Linked DNA regions of Mus musculus: region 2 is linked to region 1. Evidence: chromatin contacts called from public promoter capture Hi-C data. All regions are on one chromosome and are shown on one strand. The core of a region is the stretch at or near the end of the contact, and the rest is flanking DNA. Distances in the headings are between cores, read along the strand shown.

Region 1 (7,250 bases), core at 3,477-5,976:
AGAGCAGTCGGCGCTCTTAACCACTGAGCCATCTCACCAGCCCCAGATCAATATTTTAATAGAGTTTTATTTATAATAAATAGGTAATTTTAACTTGGTTATACATCTTTTCATTTAAAAATATATATTTTTTAAATTTTATGCTGTTTGCCTGTGTGTCTGTGTGTCTGTGTGTCAGGTTCCCTGGAACTGGAATTACAGAGAACTGTGAGCTGCCATGTAGGTCCTGGGAATTGAACCCCGGTCCTTTGAAAAAACAGCCAGTGCTCTTAACCACTGAGCCATCTCTCCAGCCCCTTTAAGGGTCATCTTCCACAAGCTTTCTATGGTATAGCTAAGTGTTTGTTCTTATTGTTCTTTCTTCATTCTGAAAAACAAAGTTATTTTACGTAAGCAAAAATCCGTCTTTAATACCCAAATTACTTTCATGCTTACATCCTGTATGCTGTTTTCTCTTATTTACTGGTCTTTGTTTGGTTTCTTCGTGATGCACTAAAACACTTCATGTTGAAGATTTAGTTAAGAGGCGAAGAAGCAGCATAGCTTACCGGGATGTTAAAGCACTGGGTCTGAGTCTGCATGACGTGAGTAATCATTGAAGATGAGCTGTCTGAACATTGTTTTTTTTTTTTTTAAGATTTATTTATTGATTATATGTAAGTACACTGTAGCTGTCTTCAGACACTCCAGAAGAGGGAGTCAGATCTCATTACAGATGGTTGTGAGCCACCATGTGGTTGCTGGGATTTGAACTCTGGACCTTCGGAAGAATAGTCGGGTGCTCTTACCCACTGAGCCATCTCACCAGCCCCTGAACATTGTTCTTGACTAGGCTAGTTCTTAGGCAGACTTCACTGTCATTTGGAATGTAAAAAAAATTATAAACATTTTTTTCTTCTTGGTCGCACAAAAGTCCAAGAATTACAGAATGTTACATTCCAGTAAAAGCCAGCCAAGATGATAAAAGTCCCCGCACTGAATGACCTTCAGTTAATGACATTATCTTAGGAGAAACATTAACCCTGTGTTAACTAACATTTGTAGTCACAAAGGCATCATCAGTTCTGAAGAACTGGGAGACAGTAAATGGTGGCTTTTGCTGTGAGTCCAGTGACAGCAGGCTGGACCAAGTGCACTTGCATTCTTACAGAACTTTCTTCTTACAAGGAAGCTAGTTAATGGTAATGAGGGGCCTATGAAGCTGTGGACCCGAGAACCAGGACTTTCTTGGGATTTAAGATGCTGCTGTGCGGTCCTCTAGACCTCTAGACTTTACTGTTGTCTCTTTCTCCTTTAGTGGTCTCATCGTTCTGCCAGAATGGTTATCTTGTTCTTTAAAAAACAAGAAAACCTGTTTTAACATTTATTTGTGTGGTCACCAAAGAATGATGATGACCAGGGCCACCTATCAAACAGGAAGTCTTTAGCTTACAGCCACAGCACACGTGTGTGGAGGTCAGAGGATAACTTGCAAGGGCTGTTTCTCTCCTTCCATGCTGTAGAGCCCTGGGGATCAAACGCAGGTTGTCAGACTGGGCAGGAGGTGCCTTGGCCCTCGGAGCTCGCTCACCCGCCTTGTGCCCTTTTCAGCAGGAATTAAGTCAGCCCTACCAGAGAGAGGGAGCCTGGTCTTGACAGTCCCAGAAGGGGAAGACAATGTATTGTCGAGTGTCTGGGTAGGTGTGACTATTGTGACTATTTGGGGCATTTGGCTTTTTCCAGAAATGCTTCTGCTCTATCTGCTTATATCCCAAACGTACAGCAGGCAAAGTTTTCATAGCTTTCAAGAACAGTTGAGCATCTGCCAGTTCTCCCAAGCCCCCCCACTAGTCCTGAAACATTGGCTACAGCGATTACGCAAGGGTTATAGACCCCAGCAGAGAAGGGGAGGTAGAGCCAGGAGAGCCTCCATGCCGGAGCAGAGGAAAATGAGGATCCCACAGCAGCGGAGGTGGTCCAGAGAGTGTAGATCCCAGAGGTTTGCTAGAAGGAACAGGGGTGCAAGACAACACGGACCCTGTGAAGGGGCAGCCACTCTTCATCCCTAGAGTCCTGTGTTCCCTCAACTGTGACACCCCACAGAGTACCCCTCACACTCCTGAAAGTATAAAACTTGGGTTCACTTTGTAGCTACTCATTATTCTGGAGCCAGAGAATATTCAGGCTCCTCACAGGGGGACTCAGCCTAAAACTTGGCCACAGATCAGTCATGAAAGGACAAGTTGTGGAGAAACAAAAGCCTGGTCAGCTATGTGACTGTCAAATTAGGAGGGGAGCAGGGGGCCCCCTCACATCCTGCTTCCTCCCACTCAGGAGAGCAGTGGTCGCCAATATCAGAGAGAGGAAGACAGGGAGGAGAGGGTGTGAGGCGATTCTCAGAAGGATGAGAGTAGGCCCCTACCTATATGGAGCACAGCACGTGGTAGTCCTCCTTTTCCGGTACTATTTTGGAGTGAGTTTCCAGATGTTTTTATTAGACATTTGTCTTTAAAGGTCAGGCTTCCAATGGTTGGGACCTGACTGATGAACTCCCTGCATTTAATCTTGCCTCAGGAATATGAGTCAATGAGCAAGGGTTAAAAAAAAAAAAAACGGGCTGGCAAGATGGCTCAGTGGGTGAGAACACTGACTGCTCTTCCCAAGGTCCTGAGTTCAAATCCCAGCAACAACATGGTGGCTCACAACCACCCTTAGTAAGATATGAGGCCCTCTTCTGGTGTGTCTAAAGACAGCTACAGTGTACTTACATAAAATAATAAATAAAATCTTTAAAAAAAAAAAAAAGTAAAAAGCCAAGTAACTCGATCATAGTGCCACAAGAGATTAAATGCAGCTGGAGAGACTAAGTAGGATAGGGGTCAGAACCTAGTGGTCTTGTGTAACATAGGAGAGGCCCTAAGTTTAGTCCTGAGTACTGTGTGTGTGTGTGTGTGTGTGTGTGTGTAGCAGTATATGAAATTATAAGAGCAGAGCATTTAAACCCTAAACGTAAATCCGTTGTTCTGTCTGCAAACAGGGAAATTCTGTCTGGGAAACAAGACTACTAAATGCAGCTGGGTCACCAGCATCGCTGAGCCACGTCAGCACACAAAGTGAAACTGTGTTTCTGTGTGAATTCAGTGGACTCTTGGGAGATTGATTTTTTTAAACCAAGTACCAGAACCAGTGAGATGGCTCAGTGTTATGGTAAAGGCACCTGACAAGCTAATCCTTGATCCCTGGGACCCACGCAGGAGGAGGAAACATGCGACCCCTGGAAGTTGTCTTGGCCTCCCTCATTTCTCTCATGCTGGCATGTGTGCACGCACACATACATAGATAACTGTAAAAATATCTCAAATAAGAAACAGAATTATAGCCGGGCACACCTTTAATCCCAGCACTCGGGAGGCAGAGGCAGGCAGACTTCTGAGTTCGAGACCAGCCTGGTCTACAAAGTGAGTTCCAGGACAGCCAGGGCTACACAGAGAAACCCTGTCTCAAAAAAAAAAAAAAAAAAAAAAAAAAAAAAACAAAAAACAAAAAGAAAGAAAGAAAGAAACAGACAGAATTATCGGGCTACACAGAGAAACCCTGTCTCAAAAAAAAAAAAAAAAAAAAAAACAAAAAACAAAAAAACAAAAAGAAAGAAAGAAACAAACAGACAGAATTATCGCTTCAGCCCTGGGAATGTGGTTTCATGGCTGAGCACCTGCCTACTGTGCAGGAAGGAGGCATTCTTTGTCCCCAACATTGAAAACAAAACAAAAATAACAAAAACAAAAAAAACCTTTTGGTGGCGATGACACAAATTCCAGCACTGGGGAGGCAGAGTCAAAAGGATCTCTGTGAGTCAGGCCAGCCTGGTCTACATGAGTTCCAGGATAGCCAGAGCTACATAATGAGACCCCATATCAAAAACAACCAACAAACACTCAAACAAAGCAACAAACACTAAGCTAGGTTTACTCAGTATAAATGTTATATCCCATTTAGTTAATTTTAAAAAATTTAAAAGGGTTTTACATTTTATTTAGATTTATTTTGTGTCTTGTTGCTTGTATGTATGTGCACTAGGTGTGTGCCTAGTGCCTGCAGAGCTCAGAGGACATCACCCCCTGGAACGTGAGTCATAGGTGCTTATGAGCCATCTGTGGACACTGGGAATTTAACCCAAGTCTCTGCAAAAGCAACGATGCTCTTCACAACTGAGCCATCTCTCCAGGAAAAGTAGTTTTATTACACCCACTTATATGTATGTAAAGTTCCTTTTTAAGATTTGCCTAAGAGCCAGGTGGTGGTGGCATAAGTCCTTAATCACAGAACCTGGAAGGCAGAGGCAGGTAGAGATCTCTGTGAGGTGGACATGGACTGTAACCTGAAGTACCTGTACTTAACTGTTTTACCTGGCTGTCCTGGCCCTCAGTCACAAGGAGTAACTACTCTGCCCAAACCTCCTGAAGTGCTGAGAAATGAGTGCCTCCATGAGGGCAGCAGGAATGTCTGTGACACCCCAGGACAGCCCTAGCCTTGCCAGTTCTTGTACCCACCTGCTTCACCTTCCCTGTCCTACATCTTCCTGTGGTTTCACGGGGCCATATTTGCCATCTTCCCTTAAGGTCTGTGGAGGAAGCTGTAAATGGCAGTGAAGAAGAAAATGCAGGCCCTCTGCAGGCCGAGGCTGGGAGTCAGCAGGTAAGTCCGTGCCACTGCCCCACCCTGTCCCCTGGGCCGCCCAAGAACAAATTACAAGGCATTTAAAGGTCTTAGTTGGCTTCATTTGCCTGTTAGAGTCAGGCGGGACCTTCAGTCCATAAACCAGAACGAACACACCAGTGAGCTGAGTAGACAGGGCTGAGGGGAAGACGCTGAACAGAAGGTAAACGGACACCTCAGGTGGCTTCCTTTGTAAGTTGACAGGGAGTCAGAACCATAGGAAAGACTGATGGCTCAGTTCAGCTTCCTTTTGGGACTAAGCATCACCTCAGAGAGAGCTGCTGCAGTGTCCGTGTCCATAGACACTGGCCTCTTAGGGCATTGGGCCACCATCTCTCCTGCTTTCCAGGAATTGAAAATTTTCAGTTCCAAGTTAGTGATAGAGTGCCAAGTTAACACACGTGACTCGATTTTTCACTTGAGTCTGGTGTGTTGGAATCTTGTGCAGGTTAGCCCAAAACTGTAAGTATTAACAGTATTCATTAGTCACGTGTTTGCCTTGTATGCCCAAGGCTAGGGAATCAATGCCCAACAATAACAAAAGTCATTGGTTCAGCAAATGCTTATTGTTGCATCCTAATGACAGACACTGGTGTGACGCTGCAGGAAACACAACGGTGAAAGACCCTGTCCTTTTGCAAAGGTGCATACCTCATCACCTGCTCTATGACCTGGACTTCCCTTATCTGCTTGCAGAGCTCTCTGAACCTCCGTGCTTTCACCCTGCTGCACCTACCCTCCCCCTCCCTTGCTGCAGACTCACTCCTCAAGAGCAGGAATGGCAAGCTGTGTTCTCTAGCCCTAGAGCCTGAAGAAGGCTTACAAAATAGGTGCTCAGCCAGGCAGGCACTGTTGGGTGGGTAGGTACTGGCTTCTTTTTTGATTTGTGAGACAGGGTTTCTCTGTATAACAGCCCTGACTTTCCTGGAACTCACTTTGTAGATCAGGCTTGCCTCGAACTTTCAAAGATCTGCCTGTCTCTGCCTTCTGAATGCTGGAATTAAAGGTGTGCACCGCCTCACCTGGCTAGTGACTAACTTGACTGACACAGTATTAAACCAGGATGCTGCACTGTGACTACCAGTGTGATGTATAGAAACTCCTGCGACACATCTGCAGCTATGACTCTCCTCTGCTCATGACTTACACCAGCCACCATCTCTCTGCACTTAGCTTTCATAGTTTATTTTAAACAAAGGAAGCACTTAGAAGCACACAAAAAGCCCTTCTGACATGTGTGTGTGTGTGTGTGTGTGTGTGTGTGTGTATCCATGTATACACTTCTGCTCAGTCTCCTCCTCTTCCCTCTCCCTCTTCTCTCTCTCTCCTCTCTCCTCTCCTCCCCTCCCCTCCCCTCCCCTCCCCTCCCCTCCCCTCCCCCCTCTCCTCCCCTCCCCTCCCCTCCTCTCCCCCCTCCCCTCCCCCTTCTCTCCTCCTCCCCGCCCCTTCTCTCTCTCCTCCCCGCCCCCCTCTTTCTCTCTGATACAGGGTTTCTCTGTATGGCCCTGGCTTCTCTGGGTTCTGGGACTAAAGGTGTGCGCCATCACACCTAGCCCTGTTTGGTCCTTTACAAAGATTATTTTATGCCATTCTTACTACAAGTAATACCTGGGGCTGGGGATTGGGATGCAGCCTAGGGTAGACCACTTGCCTGGTGTCTGTGTGACTAGTCCCAGGTTTGAGCAACAGTACTGACTCCTCTCTGGAACTGTATAGTCCTTAGGAATTTTCATGTTTGAGGATTCTAGAGTGTCAACAGGCAGTTGGTGCATGCCTTTAATTCCAGCATTCAGGAAGCAGAGGTCGGTAGATCTCTGAGCTTGAGGCCAGCCTGGTCTACAGAGGGAGTTCCAGGACAGCCAAGGAGACAGAGAGAAACCCTGTCTAGAAAAAAACAAAAACAAACAGAAATCTGGAGTGTCTTGGTACACCAATTTCCTGTCTTAATCATTTGCTATTTGCAGTTCGCTCTTCACTGTGCATCGTGAGTGAGCAGTGTTGGAGAATGTTGACACTGTGAAGGTCCGAGACAAGCCTGTGTACACCAGCCTACTAGAGCACTGGTCCTCAACCTGTGGGTCAAGACACCTTTGGGGATGAACAACAGTTTCATAGGGGTTGCATATCACATGTACCGCATATCAGATACTTATATTACAATTCATAAGAGTACCAAAATTGCCAGGCAGTGGTGGTGCACACCTTCTAGTCCCAGCACTTGGTAGGCAGAGGCAGGCAGATTTCTGAGTTCGAGGTCAGCCTGGTCTACAGAGTGAGTTCCAGGACAGCCAGGGCTACACAGAGAAATCCTGTCTTGAAAAACCAAAAACAAACAAACAAACAAACAAAAAGTACCAAAATTACAGTTATGAAATAGTAGTGAAAATAATTTTATGGCTGGGGTCACCACAACATGAGGCGCTAACTGTATTAAAGGGCCGCAGCATTGGAAAGGCTGAGAGCCAGTGTTGTGGGGTCTCAGGGCAGGCAGCTGTGTCCACATTTTGCTCTACTAGAAGTCTTTCCTAGTGATTCCTAGTGATGAGAGAGACATG
Region 2 (7,148 bases), core at 4,532-7,031, 220 kb after region 1:
GCCTCCAGGGTAGTCTGTGTTCTCTGGGGCAGCAGGGAAGCATGTGACACTACAGCAAAGATGGGTAGAGAAGAAAACGCCCATTTCATATCCACTGCCCAGAGGTGATAAAACCGAGCTTGCTGGGAGCTGCCTCAAGATCAGCCTCAGTGTCTCACTGGAAGCCCTCTCTCCACAGGCGGAACACAGATGCTCTGTCTCCTGTGCACTTCCACAGGAGGCGTGCTCGTCAGATGCACCATCCATCCCACCTCTTTCTCTCTCTCTCTTTTCTTCTTGTACAATGTGTGGAACCCAGGGCCTTGAGTGTACTCGGCAAGCACTCTGTCCTGAGCACTCTTTACTCTTTAAGCTGTTCAGGCTGGTTTTGAACTCATTCTCTAGCCCAGGCAGCTTTGAACTTGCAATCTTCTTGGCTCAGCCTCCCAAGTAGCTGGGATGACACCTGGCATGGCTTATACCACTTCTCTTAGCCTTGGGCCACTCTTTTGTTTAAGCTAAAGTTACAAACCTCTTCTTGAAGCTTTGAGTTCGTCTTTTCCAAGCCATCTATCTTCGTCTGAAGATCCCCAACTGTGCAGCTGTAGAGGAAAAACACAGGGGGCAGCAGAAACTTAAAGCAGTGGACTGCCTTTCCCAACTGGTGAAAGAAGGGAGAGTCCTGACTTCCTTTGCGAGAGGAAAGGCGCAGGGCTGCTCAGAACTCAGAGGTAGGAACTCTCAATGTGTGTGAATATTAAAATATCGCCAGCCTGATGAGCTGGTGCACACTTTAATCCCAGCACTCGGGAAGCAGAGGCAGGGGCCCTGTGAGTTCCAGACCAGCCTGGTCTACACAGTGAGTGCCAGAACATCCAGGGCTGTGTAGAGAGACCCTGACATAAAACCCACAAAACAACAACAACAAAAAACTATTGACAATAAACCCTATCCTCCAAATAATCTACTGATCTAGCTATTTGGCTATAAAGAAAATATTTCCCTCCATTATAATGGATGATGAGAATCAAAAATATATTGGCATTCATATTAGACCTTTTAAAATAGAAAAGTTAAATTACATTTATTTACTTCTTTGGCAGAGGTCACTTGCCACAGTGCAGCTGTAGAGCTCAGGACAACTCACAGAGTTATTTCTCTCCTCCTACCACGTGGGCCCCAGAGGTCAGGCTCACTTTATTTTACTTTAATTTTATTTTGAGATATGGTCTTTCTATATAGCCCTGGCTGAGCCGGAGCTCACTATGTATATCAGGCAGGGCTAGCCTCGAACTCAGAGACCTGTCTATCTCTGCCTCCCAAGTGTTTGGGAATTAAAGGTATGTGCGGCCACACCCTGCCAACATCACCAGGCTTGGCAGCAGGAGCTGTACCTGCTGAGCAATCTTGCCAGTTGTGTGTGTGTGTGTGTGTGTGTAAGTCAGAAGTTGCCACCGGTTATCTCAATTTGTTTTTATTTGTTTAAAAAGACTTACTTGGATGTATATGAGTGTTTGACTTGTATGTATCCGTGTGCCTAGCAGCTAAGGAGGCCGTAGAGGGTACCAGAGCTTCTGGTACTGGAGTTACAGATGGTTTTGATTTGCCGTGTAGGTGCTGAGAACCAAACCCAGGGCCTTCTCAAGAGCAGGACCTGCTTCTTAACCACTAAGTGATCTCTCCAGCCCCACTCTCTTAACCTTTGAGACAAGGTCTCTTACTGATGTGTAGCTCACTAATTGGCTAGAATGGTTAGCTACTAAGTTCTAGGGATTTGCCCATTTCCATGTCCCAAGGCTGAGGTCACATATGTACATGGCAATGCTCAGCTTCTTTTTTTTGTTTGTTTGTTTTTTCCAAGACAGGGTTTCTCTGTGTAGCCCTGGCTGTCCTGGAACTCACTCTGTAGACCAGGCTGGCCTCAAACTCAGAAATCCACCTGCCTCTGCCTCCCAAGTGCTGGGATTAAAGACGTGCACCACCACGCCCGGCATTTGTACTGCAGCTCAGAACTTGGATTCTGTACAGCAAGTTCCTCACACCCTGAGCCATCTCCCCGAATGCGAGGCAGAGTTTTAATCTTTATTTATTTTATTGCATGTATGTACATTTCCTGCATGTATATTTGTACTACGTGTAAGCCTGCTGCCTGCAGAGCTCAGAAGAGGCCGTGAGATCCCCGAGATCTAGAGTTGCAGATGGCTATGAGCTAGCATACAGATGCTGGGAATTGAACATGTTAGGAAGTGCAGTCAATGCTCTTAACTGCTGAGCCATCTCTCCAGTCCTGGACAGTTAATGTTTAAATCCTATTTATATTTTTCTACATTTTTGGAAAATTCTTTTAAAAATTAATTTATTAATTTTTCTTTATTTGTTTTGTTTTTTAAAAGCTGGGGTCTCTTTGTTCTGTATCTCTTGTCTGCCTTGCTATGTAGACCAGGATGGTCCCGAACTCACAGAGATCCATCTGCCTCTTCCTCGCAAGTGCTGGGATTAAAGGCATGCACCACCACACCCAGCCTAGATTTATTCTTTTTTTTTTTTTTTTTTTTTTTTTTGAGACAGGGCTTCTCTGTATAGTCCTGGCTGTCCTGGAACTCACTCTGTAGACCAGGCTGGCCTCGAACTCAGAAATCCGCCTGCCTCTGCCTCCGGAGTGCTGGGATTAAAGGCGTGCATCACCACGCCCGGCTAGATTTACTCTTTATGTGTATGAATGTTTTGCCTGCATGAATGTATGTGCTCCACGTGTGTGCAGCGTCCACAGAAGTCAGAAGACTGGATCCCTGGAACTGGGGTTATGAGCTACCACATGGGTCCTCTGCAAGAGCAACAATTGCTCTCAACCACTTAGCCATTCCTTCAGCCACTTCTGTGATATTTTAAACTACTTTTATACCGAAAGAATATGAAAAATGTAAAGATTCTATAAATCTGATGACAGCAACAAGCCCTTTGATAAGAGCAAGAACTTAAGTTTCTGAACTAGATGTCAAGTCATCTTTGCTGATAGCATTTTAAATCACTTAAGCATCAACTCAGTCTCCCCACAACTGGAGAAGTAGATCACTTCACTGTTGTTTTTTTTTTCTTTTTTTCGAGAAAAGGTTTCTCTGTATAGCCCTGGCTGTCCTGAAACTCACTCTGTAGACCAGGCTGGCCTCGAACTCAGAAATCCACCTGCCTCTGCCTCCGGAGTGCTGGGATTAAAGGTGTGCACTACCATGCCCAGCTCACTTCACTATTAATGCTCTAGTCAAGCATACATACCAGGAACTCGAGCATATGCACGTACATCATCCCTCACTCAACCTTGTGTGTGTGTGTGTGTGTGTGTGTGTGTGTGTGTGTGTGTGTGTGTGTGTGTGAGAGATGCGGCTGAAATCTAGGGCTTCTCTGAATCACAACCCCAGACTTCCTCCCCCTCCCCCTAAATTTAAGACTTCATTTTAGGCCATGCTTGTGGCTCACACCTTTAACCCCAAGACTGGAGAAGCAAAGGCTGATGTGTCTTTGTGAGTTCCAGGCTCCGCACCAGCCAAGGACTACATAGTCAGACTCTGTTTTTTTTTTTTTTTTTTTTTTTTTAATTTATTATATGTAAGTACACTGTAGCTGTCTTCAGACACTCCAGAAGAGGGCATCAGATCTTGTTATGAATGGTTGTGAGCCACCACGTGGTTGCTGAGATTTGAACTCAGGACTTTTGGAAGAGCAGTCAGTGCTCTTAACCGCTGAGCCATCTCTTCAGCCCCAGACTCTGTTTAATGCACACACGCGCACACACACCTATTCACGTGTGTGTGTGTGTGTGTGTGTGTGTGTGTGTGCCCGCCCATGGAGGCCAGAGATGATAGCTCCCTGTGGAGCTGGAGCTGCAGGCAGTTGAGAGCTGCCTGAGGTGGGTACTGGGAACACAACTCTGGAAGCACAATATGCCTTCCTAACTGCTGAGCCGGGACTCTAGCTCAGTGGTTCTCAACCTGTGGGCCACGGCCTCTTTGGCAAACCTCTAGCTCCAAAAGCATTTACATCATGATTAATAACAGTAGCAAACTTACAGTTATCAAGTAGCAATGAAATAATTTTATGTCTGGGGGTCAGCACAGCATGAGGAACTGACAGTATGAAAGGGTCACAGCGTTAGGAAGGTTGAGACCACTGCTAGCCTCTTCCTTCATTTCTCATATTATTTCACTTGTTCCCTTTCCTAAGGCTGTGGAGTAGGGGCAGAGCTCCAGGCTCTGTGTATTTATATCTCCGTGCTGTACCACGGTACAAAACAAAGCCCAAGGTCTTCCCAAAGCCATTCATCAGGGAGGGGTCCTCTCTGAGGCTGGACACACAAATGTGGCTTGAATGGTTACAACTTGTCTCTCTGTTTAGACAAACCGTAATCCTAACAGTTAAAACTGTAGACCTCGGCAAAGGTCTGTGGCACCCAACAGAACAACTGGCACTGGCGAGGAGTGAGCCTTACCTTAGGTGCCGGTTAAGTTCCTCCACGTAATTTTTCTGATCAAGGACATCGGTAATTCTTTCATGCCTATGAGAAGAGCACAGAGAGAAGACCTTAGATCCATGTCAAACCGTCTATGTATGGCCTGTGTACAGCCATCCCGATCTTCAGAAACTGAGACCGGCAGAGCCACTGTGGAGTAAACAGCATGGCTTGCCTGACACAGCATCAAGGTTTGAGGACAGGTCCCTGACCACCTGTGCCTCAGTGGGGAGGACAGAAAGCCATTGGCATCTGTGCACAGTGAACACACCTGCCGCCACACACGTGGCTCTGGGTCTTACTGTACTGAAGGAAAGGGGACACGCTCTCAAGGAAACAAAGACTTTCAGAACACAGCAGGACAAGTTAGAGTGAAAAAGCCCTCAACATTTCACAGTAGAGCTCTCCCTCTGATCGGTTTCTTTTTTTTAAAAATTCCAATCATTTACAATTTTTGCGTATACGTGTTTTCCTGTTTGTCAGTATGCACAGCATATATGCAAATACCCTTGGAAGACAGAGTGTCATATTTTGTGGGACTGGAGTTACAAACAGCTGTGAGCCACCGGATGCGGGTTCTGTATAAGAGCAGCAACTTAATCACTGAGCCATCTCTCCAGCTCTTTCTTTCTGTAAGTCGTGTGTGTGTGTGTGTGTGTGTGTGTGTGTGTGTGTGTGTGTGTGTCTGTGTGTCTGTGTGTGCGAGAGCTGCACGGAGCCATCTCACCGACCTTCCTGTCACTCCTTAACACATACTTCTATATTTGTAGCTCACGTAAATGGGGCTGTGCCACATTGTTTCATGCCACAGGTGCTGGGCTGGAGTTTGTTTTATAGTTGCTATCCTTTTGTTTCTTTTACCTTTTGCTTTTTCTTTACTTGCTAGTGCTCCTTGAGGTAACCCATAGTCATGGCTTACTGGCTATCTTCTTTTGTGCCTCTAACCAGCACATCGAGCTAACATATACCACGCACTATATACTCAACTTGTTTTGGCTTATAAAAAAGAAATATATGTATTCCTTGTTATCATACTTTTCTCATTTCATCGTCCTTTGGGTGAATTTCTCTTGGTCTACTATACAAGTAGATCAGATTTAGTCCTGTATGTCTGCATAACACACAACCACTAGGGGTGTCCTACAGTTATCCCATTATTGGTAGAAAAAGCTCAGTATGTTTTGGACAGTCAATAAAAAAAAAAAAAAAAAAAAAAAAAAAAAAACCAAAAATAAACCTGGAGTCTGATGCAATGGTTCAGTGGGTAAAGTACTTGCCACGCAGGTCAGATGACCTGAGTATAATTCCCAGAGCCCACATAAAGGTGGCCACAGAGAACCAGCTCCACACAGTTGTCTTCTGACCTCCATATGTGTGCTGTGGAATATGCATCCACCCACATGCTACACCACACACACACACACACACACACACACACACACACACACACCCCACATGGCTTAGATGGAAGTGACCATAGCAGCTTCCTGTGGTGAGGGGAGTGGACTGCGATGGGCAAAGGAGATGGTATAAAAGGGGAACTTCCACACGCATGCTCAATTCTGAGAGCAACTCCTGAAACAGAGAGGATGCCACCAGACTCACCTCTGTAACTAAATTAACTAAACAAAGCTGAAGTTGCAAAGCAAACCCAAGCCCGTGTCACCAGCTGGTGAGGGGCTGCGAGCAGCTCACTACTCACTCTCTGCCGCTGTCAAGATCCTGTGCGTCCTTCAGACAGAGAGAGAAGTCAATCACCCCGACCTGATGGAGACAGAGGGCACAAGCTCACATCAAACGTGCTGTGCTCATCCCCACAAGCCCTGTAAGCCTTGAGATTCAGGATGGTCACCCCACAACTGTGTGTGCATCCAAAGGAGGATGGGGCATTTATAAAGAGCATCAAAGGTTTGGGTGTACTAAGTAATTTTAAAACAGAGGGGAGGGAGGGAGGGAGGGAGAGAGAGAGAGAACGAACACTAGAGAGACTTCTAGACTAAAGGACAGTCTTGTTTATGGGACACTTCTAAGTCCTTTGCACCCCTATCTTGTTTGTTTGTTAGTTTTGTCAACCTGACACAAGCTAGAATCATCTGAGAAGAGGGAACTGGGAAATGCTTCTGTAGGGAGCCTATGAGGCATTTTCTTGATTAATGATTGATATGGGAAGGCCCAGCCCTTGTAGGTGGTGCCACTGGGCACGTGGTCCTGGATGCTATAAGAAAGGCTGACATGAACCGAACAATGACCAGCATGGCACCACAGACTAAGGGTCCAGGAGTGGCACAGATCCCTTGGCAGTAAGTAACAGCTCTCTCACTGAATTGAAGACACACTCAACAAGAGGGAAACCATGTCTGGTGCTGGAAACTTAGCCATCTGCCCAGAGCTAGTGAAGACATGGATCTTGGAGAGGAACCTACAACCACCACTTTACTAAACCAGCATACTCTCAAACTACATTCTAAATACCTATCCAAATACTAACAGATAAGTGTAGTCCTCACCCCCATCAAGAACTTCTCCTTGCAACAGATGGAGATCATTACAGGAAATTACATCCAATCAAAATGGAGAGCTGTCTGCAGATTTCAAGCCAACAACCGCTGGCCGGGTTCATCCCACTAGGGCCTAAATCCACGTTACCTGAGAATCCAAGTCTTCT

What was found. Capture Hi-C pulls out chosen DNA fragments and counts their contacts.
Region 2: a promoter capture Hi-C map of liver shows a contact between it and region 1. The contact joins two enhancer-like sites. A contact is called at or near these places in 2 of 39 promoter capture datasets (the C10 cell line and cranial neural crest), 1 of 115 datasets of contacts at active chromatin or transcription factors (embryonic stem cells) and 2 of 9 other capture datasets (adipose tissue and liver).

What each region holds. Positions count from the first base shown.
Region 1 is chr11:50,189,610-50,196,859 of GRCm38.p6, forward strand. It overlaps Mrnip (MRN complex interacting protein), which reads left to right. Exons shown (of 7, transcript NM_026543.3): 4 at 4,599-4,674. Among named protein-coding and RNA genes, the nearest start is that of Sqstm1, 18 kb to the right of the region's middle. Within about 2 kb of position 4,727, at least 11 of the 459 cell types and tissues checked have an H3K27ac peak or open chromatin away from gene starts, as enhancers often do. A contact at or near this core is called in liver, where this site is marked.
Region 2 is chr11:50,410,055-50,417,202 of GRCm38.p6, forward strand. It overlaps Rufy1 (RUN and FYVE domain containing 1), which reads right to left. Exons shown (of 18, transcript NM_172557.3): 5 at 7,130-7,148; 6 at 6,186-6,247; 7 at 4,463-4,528; 8 at 512-581. Among named protein-coding and RNA genes, the nearest start is that of Rufy1, 17 kb to the right of the region's middle. Within about 2 kb of position 5,782, at least 32 of the 459 cell types and tissues checked have an H3K27ac peak or open chromatin away from gene starts, as enhancers often do. A contact at or near this core is called in liver, where this site is marked.